Linked DNA regions of Pan troglodytes: region 2 is linked to region 1. A link is a contact called in public Hi-C data. All regions are on one chromosome and are shown on one strand. The core of a region is the stretch at or near the end of the contact, and the rest is flanking DNA. Distances in the headings are between cores, read along the strand shown.

The links. A called contact is a pair of places that touch in the nucleus more often than the background predicts.
Region 2: a contact with region 1 is called in a Hi-C map of induced pluripotent stem cells, with 1.7 times the contacts expected there. The contact joins the promoter of SOWAHA here to the promoter of IL13 in region 1. A contact is called at or near these places in 2 of 7 Hi-C or Micro-C datasets (blood and induced pluripotent stem cells).

Annotation. Positions count from the first base shown.
Region 1 is chr4:130,414,658-130,420,030 of NHGRI_mPanTro3-v2.0_pri, forward strand. It overlaps IL13 (interleukin 13), which reads left to right and starts at 1,731. Exons shown (of 4, transcript NM_001008992.1): 1 at 1,731-1,862; 2 at 2,920-2,973; 3 at 3,226-3,330; 4 at 3,677-3,784. The coding sequence starts at 1,731. The coding sequence ends at 3,784.
Region 2 is chr4:130,569,746-130,575,085 of NHGRI_mPanTro3-v2.0_pri, forward strand. SOWAHA (sosondowah ankyrin repeat domain family member A) reads left to right here and starts at 1,661. Exons shown (of 1, transcript XM_003310814.5): 1 at 1,661-5,205. The coding sequence starts at 2,036. The coding sequence ends at 3,685.

The sequences.
Region 1 (5,373 bases), core at 481-2,980:
ACCGCCGCGCCAGCGCCTTCTCCCACGCGCGGGGGCGCCCCTGCCCACCGCTCCCGGCAGGGCTTTTGGTGGCCATGGGGGATAACGCGCGTTGACTCACCCGGGCGGGGCTCCGGGAGTTGCACAGACCAAGGTAGTTCCCCGCTCCTTCCCCCATCACGGAGACCCTGTGGGAGATGCCGTGGGCCCTCTACTACAGATTAGGAAACAGGCCCGTAGAGGGGTCACCCGGCCAAGTAGCGGCTCTCCAGGCACTGGGGGCCCTCGAGGGGAAGGGGCAGACTTCTGGGAGTCAGAGCCAGCAGCTGGGCTGGGAAGCTTCGAGTGTGGACAGAGAGGGTGGGAATGACGTTCCCTGTGGGAAGAGAGGGTGGGCAAGCCTGGGATGCCTCTGAGCGGGAATCCAGCATGCCTTGTGAGGAGGGTCACAAGCACACCCTTGTGAGGAGGTTGAGCCCCATCGAGGACAGGACGGAGGGAGCCTGAGCAGGCAGAGAGGGGGCCTGGGGAGGCGCTGGTTCGGGGAGGAAGTGGGTAGGGGAGAAATCTTGACATCAACACCCAACAGGCAAATGCCGTGGCCTCTGCTGTGGGGGTTTCTGGAGGACTTCTAGGAAAATGAGGGAAGAGCAGGAAAAGGCGACATGGCTGCAGGGGCCAGTCCCAGGAGCCGCCCTCCACAGCACTCATTCTGCAGAAGGGAAATTTGAGGCCCCCAGATGGCAGGGGTTGATCCTGCAGAGACTGGTGAGCAAAGGGGATCACCCCAAGCCCCAGTGGCACTAGGAACACTTACAATCTCTGACCTGGACTAAGGCTGCCAGCCTGGCCCAGTTAAGAGTTTCCCAGAAGGATGGCCCATACACTTTAAATTAAAGGGGCCAGACACGTGCACACTACTTCCAGCCACTCTGGAAGCTGAGGTGGGGGGATCGCTTGAGTCTGGGAGTTGGAGGCCAGCCTAGGCAGGCAACATAGTAAGACCCCATCTCCAAAAAAACAAAACAAAACAAAACAAAAAACACCAAAAAAGGTCCCAGAAAGACCTCTGAATCTTTCTGGATCTCTCAGTGGAGACCTGGAAATCTGAACTTTGACAATCCCTCTCACAGTGGGGCCAAGGAGGAATTAGGCAAGCCAAAAGAAGTGAACTTTGCTCTTCTATTGCCTGTTTGAATTTTGTATCCAAGCAAGTGTTACTTAAGTAATTTAAGAGACTGGTTCATCGAAAAAATAAAACTCCCCAAATTCCCATAGCTGGTAGACTGTGGTCACAGCCACAGTGCACTAAGACTATCTGCTCAGCACTTCTGGTGACCCAAAAGGGTCTGAGGACAGGAGCTCAGAGTTGGGTCAGCTGTCCAGGTACTCAGGGTTGTCACAGGCAAAACTGCTGGAACTCAGGGCAGCATTGCAAATGCCACGCCGCTCTCAGGGCCCCTTGCCTGCCGCTGGAATTAAACCCACCCAGATCTTGGAAACTCTGCCCTGGACCCTTCTCAATAAGTCCATGAGAAATCAAACTCTTTCCTTTAAGCGACACTGGATTTTCCACAAAGTAAAATCAAGATGAGTAAAGATGTGGTTTCTAGATAGTGCCTGAAAAAGCAGAGACCATGGTGTCAGGCGTCACCACTTGGGCCTATAAAAGCTGCCACAAGACGCCAAGGCCACAAGCCACCCAGCCTATGCGTCCGCTCCTCAATCCTCTCCTGTTGGCACTGGGCCTCATGGCACTTTTGTTGACCACGGTCATTGCTCTCACTTGCCTTGGCGGCTTTGCCTCCCCAGGCCCTGTGCCTCCCTCTACAGCCCTCAGGGAGCTCATTGAGGAGCTGGTCAACATCACCCAGAACCAGAAGGTGAGTGTCGGCTAGCCAGGGTCCTAGCTATGAGGGCTCCAGGGTGGGTGATTCCCAAGATGAGGTCATGAGCAGGCTGGGCCTGGTCCTAAGATGCCTGTAGGTCAGGAAAAATCTCCATGGACCAAGGCCCGGCCCAGCCATGAGGGAGAGAGGAGCTGGGCTGGGGGGCTCAGCACTGTGGATGGACCTATGAAGGTGTCTGGCAGACTCCCCAGGGACTACCTGCTCTCCTGGCCTGGCCTTGTCTGCCACTGCCAGCTCCTACTCAGCCATTCCTGAACAGAGGACAGCAGAGAAGGGCCAGCACCCTCCCAGAACCATGTGGCATTTGCCAACTGGATTTGGACCATAACAATGCAGCCATTCTCCCCAGCACCGTAATAGGCCCGCCCTTACAGGAGGATTCGTTAGTAGAGTCCGCTCCTTGCCCCACTAGTAACAGCTCACATGTCTGAGCACTGCTTACACCAGGCCTGGTGCACGTGCTTTATGTGTCATTTCATCACTGCCAGCCACCTCAAGAGGCAGGTACGATGAACCCATTCTGCTAAGGTTCAGTGAGGTTAAGTGACAGAGGCTGGATTCAAGCCAGGCCTGGCCAACACCAGAGTGTCCATGCTCCTAACTGCAGTGTTCCCTCACCATCAGAAGGCAGGGCATTTAATACACCAGATCCCCACCACCTCCCATCTGATTTGTCTTGGTCAACAGTGGCCCAGGCCACTCCTACTTCACTCGTCCCCACCCTGGCCCTTCCCGCAGGCCCCTGTCCTCCTGCCCTGACTATGGCAAGCCTTGCATGCAGCTTGTCCCTTACTAGTGGTATCAATTTTTTTCTCTCAGCTCCAAGACCCTAAACCGTGGGACCTCACCCCTATGCCTGCTGTTCAAAGCAGAAAACGAAGCTCAGGAATGCTGAGGGGCTGCCAGGCCTGCCTCTGTGCCACACCAGGGATGCTTGTGGGGCCTGTGCTGGTGCAGACCTGGCCTGGGCTGCCAGGGCAGGCCCACAACCCCTGCCAGCACTCTGCTCACTGTCACTTTGCTCCCACAGGCTCCGCTCTGCAATGGCAGCATGGTATGGAGCATCAACCTGACAGCTGGCGTGGTAAGGACCTTTGGGTGCAGGGAGGATGGGGCAGAGGCTCCAGGCCTTGGGCTTATCTTCTCTGAGCCTCCCTTCCATGGCTGGGGTCCCAAGCAAGCTTCAAGTGCTCTCCTCCCTCCCGCCATAATCTGGCCCCTTCCCGCCCACCACCCAGACTCACCTGCACCAGGCATCTCAGCCCCATCTTCCTGCAGACTCACAAAAGGCAGCTGCCCAAGCAGGGCCTGACCCCTCGGTGTCCCCTCCCCACAGTACTGTGCAGCCCTGGAATCCCTGATCAACGTGTCAGGCTGCAGTGCCATCGAGAAGACCCAGAGGATGCTGAGCGGATTCTGCCCGCACAAGGTCTCAGCTGGGGTAAGGCATCCCCCACCCTCTCACGCCCACCCTGCACCCCCTCCTGCCAACCCTGGGCTCACTGAAGGGAAGCTGGCTGAATATCCATGGTGTGTGTCCACCCAGGGGTGGGGCCATTGTGGCAGCAGGGACGTGGCCTTCGGGATTTACAGGATCTGGGCTCAAGGGCTCCTAACTCCTACCTGGGCCTCAATTTCCACATCTGTACAGTAGAGGTACTAACAGTACCCACCTCATGGGGACTTCCGTGAGGACTGAATGAGACAGTCCCTGGAAAGCCCCTGGTTTGTGCGAGTCGTCCCGGCCTCTGGCGTTCCACTCATGTGCTGGCCTCTTTGTCCTGCAGCAGTTTTCCAGCTTGCATGTCCGAGACACCAAAATCGAGGTGGCCCAGTTTGTAAAGGACCTGCTCTTACATTTAAAGAAACTTTTTCGCGAGGGACGGTTCAACTGAAACTTCGAAAGCATCATTATTTGCAGAGACAGGACCTGACTATTGAAGTTGCAGATTCATTTTTCTTTCTGATGTCAAAAATGTCTTGGGTAGGCGGGAAGGAGGGTTAGGGAGGGGTAAAATTCCTTAGCTTAGACCTCAGCCTGTGCTGCCTGTCTTCAGCCTAGCCGACCCCAGCCTTCCCCTTGCCCAGGGCTCAGCCTGGTGGGCCTCCTCTGTCCAGGGCCCTGAGCTCGGTGGACCCAGGGATGACATGTCCCTACACCCCTCCCCTGCCCTAGAGCACACTGTAGCATTACAGTGGGTGCCCCCCTTGCCAGACATGTGGTGGGAGAGGGACCCACTTCACACACAGGCAACTGAGGCAGACAGCAGCTCAGGCACACTTCTTCTTGGCCTTATTTATTATTGTGTGTTATTTAAATGAGTGTGTTTGTCAGCGTTGGGGATTGGGGAAGACTGTGGCTGCTGGCACTTGGAGCCAAGGGTTCAGAGACTCAGGGCCCCAGCACTAAAGCAGTGGACACCAGGAGTCCCTGGTAATAAGTACTGTGTACAGAATTCTGCTACCTCACTGGGGTCCTGGGGCCTCGGAGCCTCATCCGAGGCAGGGTCAGGAGAGGGGCAGAACAGCCGCTCCTGTCTGCCAGCCAGCAGCCAGCTCTCAGCCAACGAGTAATTTATTGTTTTTCCTTGTATTTAAATATTAAATATGTTAGCAAAGAGTTAATATATAGAAGGGTACCTTGAACACTGGGGGAGGGGACATTGAACAAGTTGTTTCATTGACTGTCAAACTGAAGCCAGAAATAAAGTTGGTGACAGATAGGCCTGATTGTATTTGTCTTTCATTTTGGCCTTTGGGGACACTGGTCTGCGGTCTGAAGACTCTGAGGAGCTCTTCGGGAGGCTGGTGGGTTGGAGGAGGGGACTGGGATGGATTACAGCGAGGGTGGGGTGCAGTGACCTGGGCTGAAAGCAAGCTAGCTCCCGAGGGTGGGGACACGGCCTGAAGGAAGCCCCACCTTCTGTCTGCTGCACCAGCAAGGACGGAGAGGCTTGGGCCAGACTGTCAGGGTTCAAGGAGGGCATCAGGAGCAGACGGAGACCCAGGAAGTCTCACAATCACATCTCCTGAGGACTGGCCAGCTGTGTCTGGCACCACCCACACATCCATGTCTCCCTCACAACCCAGGAGGCCGATGAGAACTGTGAGGCTCAGAAAGCGTGGGCGGTTTGCCTAAGGTCACGTAGCTACTTCCTCACTGGGGTCCTGGGGCCTCAGAGCCTCATCTGAGGTAAAGGAGCAAAGCTGGGATTGGGGCCCAAAACTCACTTTAACTCCAAAGCCCACACATTTAACCACCCTGTCTATTTCTGTCCAAATGTCACCTGTCCTGAATGGAGTTTTTCCCCCTGTACAACTGTCATCAACCTGTTCGGGCCCTCTCACTGACAGGCAGTTCCCTACCTATATTTGAGGGGCAGCCCATTGCATTTCTGGACAGCTCTCGCCATTAGGGTGCACACACGCACCACCTCTGTGAACAGGGCTCTGGCTAGGCCACTCCTCAGCAGCTCTTGTTGCT
Region 2 (5,340 bases), core at 411-2,910, 160 kb after region 1:
AAAGTGAGGGGGAAATGTTTAAATTGTTTGCATCTTGGGGACAGGGCTGAACTCAGAAATTGCCCCTGGGGATTGGATTGGGGAAAGGGGACCCTTTACATTTTAGTCTTCTGTTTTCCTTTTCAGTAATACTAATAGTAGTGACTATACTATTAATAATAATTCAAATGATTACTGTAAGCCAAGCATTATGCTAAGTCTTTTGTGTTTATTTTCTCACTTAATCCTCTCAACCATCTGAGCAGGTAAGTACTATTTTCATCATTCCTTCACAGACAAGAAAGCTGAGGCACAGAGAAGTCAAGGCATTTGCCCAAGGTAGAGCCAGAACTCAAGTGTAGAATGTTGACTCCAGAGTCTTGTTTTCTTAGCTACTACAATATGCTGCTTCTGGTTAGATATATTTGTAGTACTGCAATTATTTATTTATTTATGAGACAGGGCTTGCTCTTGTCATCCAGGCTGGAGTGCAGTGGCACCATCTCAGCTCACTGCAACCTCCACCTCCCGGGTTCAAGCGATTCACCTGCCTCAGCCTCCGGAGTAGCTGGGATTACAGGTGCGTGCCATCACACCCAGCTAATTTTTGTATTTTTAAGTAGAGACGGATTTCACCATGATGGCCAGGCTGGTCTCAAACTCCTGACCTCAGATCATCCGCCCAACTCAGCCTCCCAAAGTGCTGGGATTAGAGGCGTGAGCCATCGCGCCCGGCCTGCATTTTAAATTAAGGAACTGATTCTACCTCTGTCAGGCAGTTCCCTCAACTAGAAACCTCTTCCCCATCTACATAACTCCCTGATCTCCTTCAAGTCCTTGTTTAAATGTCACTTTCACAACGAGTACTATCCTGACTGCCCAGATCAAAATTGCAACCTGACCCTCATCCGTTTTACCCCGCTGTGCTTTTTTCATAGCATTTATTTAGTATATCATATAGTTTTCGGATTCACCATATGCTTCTGTTCTCCTCCAACATATGAGCCCCACTAGGTCACGGGTTTTTAAATCTGTCTTGCTAACTGATGCATCTTAGCCAAAAAAAAAAAAAAAAAAAAAAAAAAAAGTCCTGGCACAAACTACGTGCTCAATACCTATCTGTGGAACAAACGAAGGTTTAAAACCATGGCATGACTCCACATTGCTTTCTTACTTTAAAGCATAAACATACATACACACATGGGAGAGAGGGAGAGGATATTTCAAAATGTTAATGGTGATTTCAAGTGATTTTTTTCCTTCTTTATGTTTTCCTCTGTTTTCCTGTTATGTTTATGTTTCCTGTGGTTTTATACCCCAAATCCTACGTGAAAATGTATTCTCTTACCATGAGAAAATTGCTTTTGAAAACGTCTCTCTAAACCTAGAGTTACGTGCATTGCCGCGCAGAGTGAATTGGTTTTGCTGTAAATCTCATGAAGCCGTTTTCTTGCATGAAACACAGTAAAAAACAAAAACAAAAAACTGGAGTGGTATTGACGACCTTTTAAAAAAAAAAGATTGTTCTGAAATCATCGCTTGGTGTTTTGCAGTGGTTAAATGTTTATTAAAGGAATAAAAATCCATTCCTCCTTGGCGGACCGCGGCGTCCCTAGGGAACACACCCACCTAGCAACCGAGACCAGAGCTGGAGCGCTGCGCCTTTAATTCCGGGGCGGGCGGGGGGCGGCGGGAATTTCTGCTCCGGCTCCCTCTGCATCGCGGGGGCAGCTGTCACCTGTAAGGCGAGCGCGGCGCGGGGGATGGAAGCAGGCGCCCATTGGACAGAATACAAAGGCAGAAACCTACCCCGAAGGCCGGGGCCCGGCGGGGCGCTGGGGGTGGGCGCTCCCCGCGGCCCCCGGCGCCCTTCGCCCCGAGACGCCCCGGCCCAGCGGCACCGGCGCGACCGAGGTCCAGCTTCGGGGACACGCCCGGCTGGCCGCGGGGAAGGCACCAGGTGAGCGCGGCCGCGCCTCCCGGAACCCCGCTCGCGCGCGTCCCGCGGCGACGCGGCGCCCACCCGCCCCGGGAGCCAGGAACCCAGGGCCCCACCATGGCGCTGGCCGCCGCCGCCGCCGCTGCGGCTGCCGGGGTGAGCCAGGCGGCGGTGCTGGGCTTCCTGCAGGAGCACGGGGGGAAGGTGCGCAACTCCGAGCTGCTGAGTCGCTTCAAGCCGCTGCTCGATGCCGGCGACCCGCGGGGCCGCGCCGCTCGCAGGGACCGCTTCAAGCAGTTCGTCAACAACGTGGCGGTGGTGAAGGAGGTCGACGGCGTCAAGTTCGTGGTGCTGAGGAAGAAGCCCCGGCCCCTGGAGCCCGAGCCCGCACCCTTCGGCCCCCCGGGGGCAGCGGCCCAGCCGTCGAAACCCACTTCGACGGTCTTGCCGCGGAGCGCCTCTGCCCCGGGAGCTCCGCCCTTGGTCCCGGTGCCGCGGCCAGTGGAGCCGCCAGGGGACCTGGGTCTGCCAACAGAGCCACAGGACACCCCGGGGGGGCCGGCCTCCGAGCCCGCTCAGCCGCCCGGGGAGCGGTCCGCCGACCCACCGCTTCCAGCCCTTGAGCTAGCCCAGGCCACCGAGAGACTCTCCGCAGACGCGGCCCCACCGCCTAGGGCCCCTTCTGAGGCGGCATCGCCCTGCTCTGATCCGCCAGACGCGGAGCCCGGGCCCGGGGCAGCGAAAGGGCCGCCGCAGCAGAAGCCCTGTATGCTGCCCGTGCGCTGCGTCCCGGCCCCCGCCACGCTCCGCCTCCGGGCGGAGGAGCCGGGCCTGCGCCGGCAGCTGTCGGAGGAGCCGAGCCCGCGGAGCTCCCCTCTGCTGCTGAGGCGGCTCTCGGTGGAAGAGTCCGGTCTGGGCCTCGGCCTGGGCCCGGGCCGCTCCCCGCACCTGAGGCGCCTGTCGCGCGCCGGCCCGCGTCTGCTGAGCCCTGACGCCGAGGAGGTGCCCGCCGCGCCGCCGCCGTCCGCGGTGCCCCTGGAGCCGTCCGAGCACGAGTGGCTCGTGCGGACTGCCGGGGGCCGCTGGACCCACCAGCTGCACGGGCTGCTGCTGCGCGACCGCGGCCTGGCGGCCAAGCGCGACTTCATGTCTGGCTTCACGGCCCTGCATTGGGCCGCCAAGAGCGGCGACGGCGAGATGGCGCTGCAGCTGGTGGAGGTCGCGCGGCGCAGTGGCGCACCAGTCGACGTGAACGCACGCTCCCACGGCGGCTACACGCCGCTGCACCTGGCTGCGCTGCACGGCCACGAGGACGCTGCCGTGCTGCTGGTGGTGCGTCTGGGTGCCCAGGTGCACGTGCGTGATCACAGCGGGCGTCGCGCCTACCAGTACCTGCGGCCCGGCTCCTCGTACGCGCTGCGCCGCCTTCTTGGCGATCCAGGCCTGCGAGGCACCACGGAGCCAGATGCGACCGGTGGTGGAAGTGGCAGTCTTGCTGCCAGGCGCCCCGTACAGGTGGCCGCCACCATCCTCAGTTCCACCACCAGTGCATTTCTGGGCGTCCTGGCTGACGACCTCATGCTCCAGGACCTGGCCCGAGGCTTGAAGAAGTCGAGCTCCTTCAGCAAGTTCTTGAGCGCCTCGCCCATGGCTCCACGTAAAAAGACAAAGATCCGCGGTGGTCTGCCAGCCTTCTCAGAAATCTCTCGTCGACCTACTCCGGGGCCTTTAGCTGGTCTAGTGCCCAGTTTGCCTCCAACAACCTGAAGGTCCCTGGGGCTACCACCTGGTTGATTTATCGTGGCCTGCTCGTCGCAGTCCAAACCCGCCCAAGACTGCAGCCCAATCAACGCCTGGAGCCTCATTCTGTTTCCAGCTTTGTCCAGGGCAGCCTGTTTTACCCAGATGGGCCTGCACCTCCAGCTTCTTTCTGAAGCATGACCCATCTCCAGAGGTGGGATTTGAGAAATCAGTGAGAGCTTCCTATAAAGAACTCCAGGAGACAGGCCTGAACTCTAGAGGGAACTTGAAATCCAGGGTCAAAGGTTAAGGGGCAGCAGCTGGTCTGGCCCCTGAAAGCCTTCACCTGATGCCTCTGCAGCTACACAATCCCAAGACAGAACTAGAGCAAGGGTCTCTTTAAATGTTGAAAGATGTTAGGTTGTCAGCTTTAAGATATGTGGTGGTTTTGTAATTTGATGCTTTTATTCTGTTTTTAAATTGAAATGAGGTAATGCAACTTTCGTAATAACCTTTTGGAATTATATTTTTCCACTTTTAGGCAAAGTGCTTAGACATTTTCAATTTTTTTTTGCTAAATACTTTGGAATTCTATTTAAAAAATAGATGATCAAGATCTAAAGGAAATTAATCCCAACCAACAAACTTAAAAGTTTATCTACCTCGTTTTAGGCAATCAAGATTCTGGAGAGTCTTGAACACAGAATAACGATTGTGACCATTATGAATGTAACTAATTTCAGTTGTACTGTGAATGCTAAATATTTGCAAACAAGTACATCTTGAAAGTAAAGGTGACTTAGAGAAAAGAGACATTTTGACAGATACTTTTAATTTGTGGTTGTCTCCATCATGAAATATAAACGTGTTTGGCACTTGTGGGTGGCTGTTTTGATTTGGCATGACTACTTAATTTTTTTAAAAAATTGTGGTTTGTGAATTGCACCTTTGTGCCATGTTTCTGAATCTGGTTTTCAAATCCAGTGGAGCCTTTCAGTGAAATAGGTGACTATTAAAAGAAAAAAGTAATAGTATTATGACAGAAAAATGAGCGATTAAATAGTAATGGATACAATTAAGGAGCAACTATTTTATATGACTGTTCTGTACAAACAAAAAGTATGTAATACCCATTTTAAAAAACCATTTGAAAGTAGACAACTTATTCCAAAATAGCAAATGCAGAATCTCTGCTCAGTGAGCTTGGATGAGTGGCTTAACTTCTCTGGGCCTTTGTTCCTATCTGTAAATGAGAAAGTTTGTAGATATTGCCAAGATTTCCCAGGCTCAATACAGTGTAATTATTTTGTTTTAAAGATATGAAATCTATTTACTCAACCAATTTTTTAAATGTCATATTGTGATAATGCTCTGCTTTTGCAAATTGTGTTTGCATGTCATTAGTTATATCAAATAGTTTTGTGGCATGGGGTAGTGGAGCTTCCCTCCCCACCCCCATATGTATCAGTGAAGCCTTTGAAATTACTTAAGGCAGTCTTTCATGGAATGTTTTGATTGAGCAATGAAATAAACAGTCCTCCATTTTGTTTCTGCTTGAGTGGTGATGTACTTCCCTTAAAAATTCTACAGTTTTTGCTATTGTATTTTTCTTTTCTTTTTATCTAATTTCTTTTCCTTCATTCTTCTGCCTCTTTCAAGCATTCTGTTATTGAAAGAAGTTG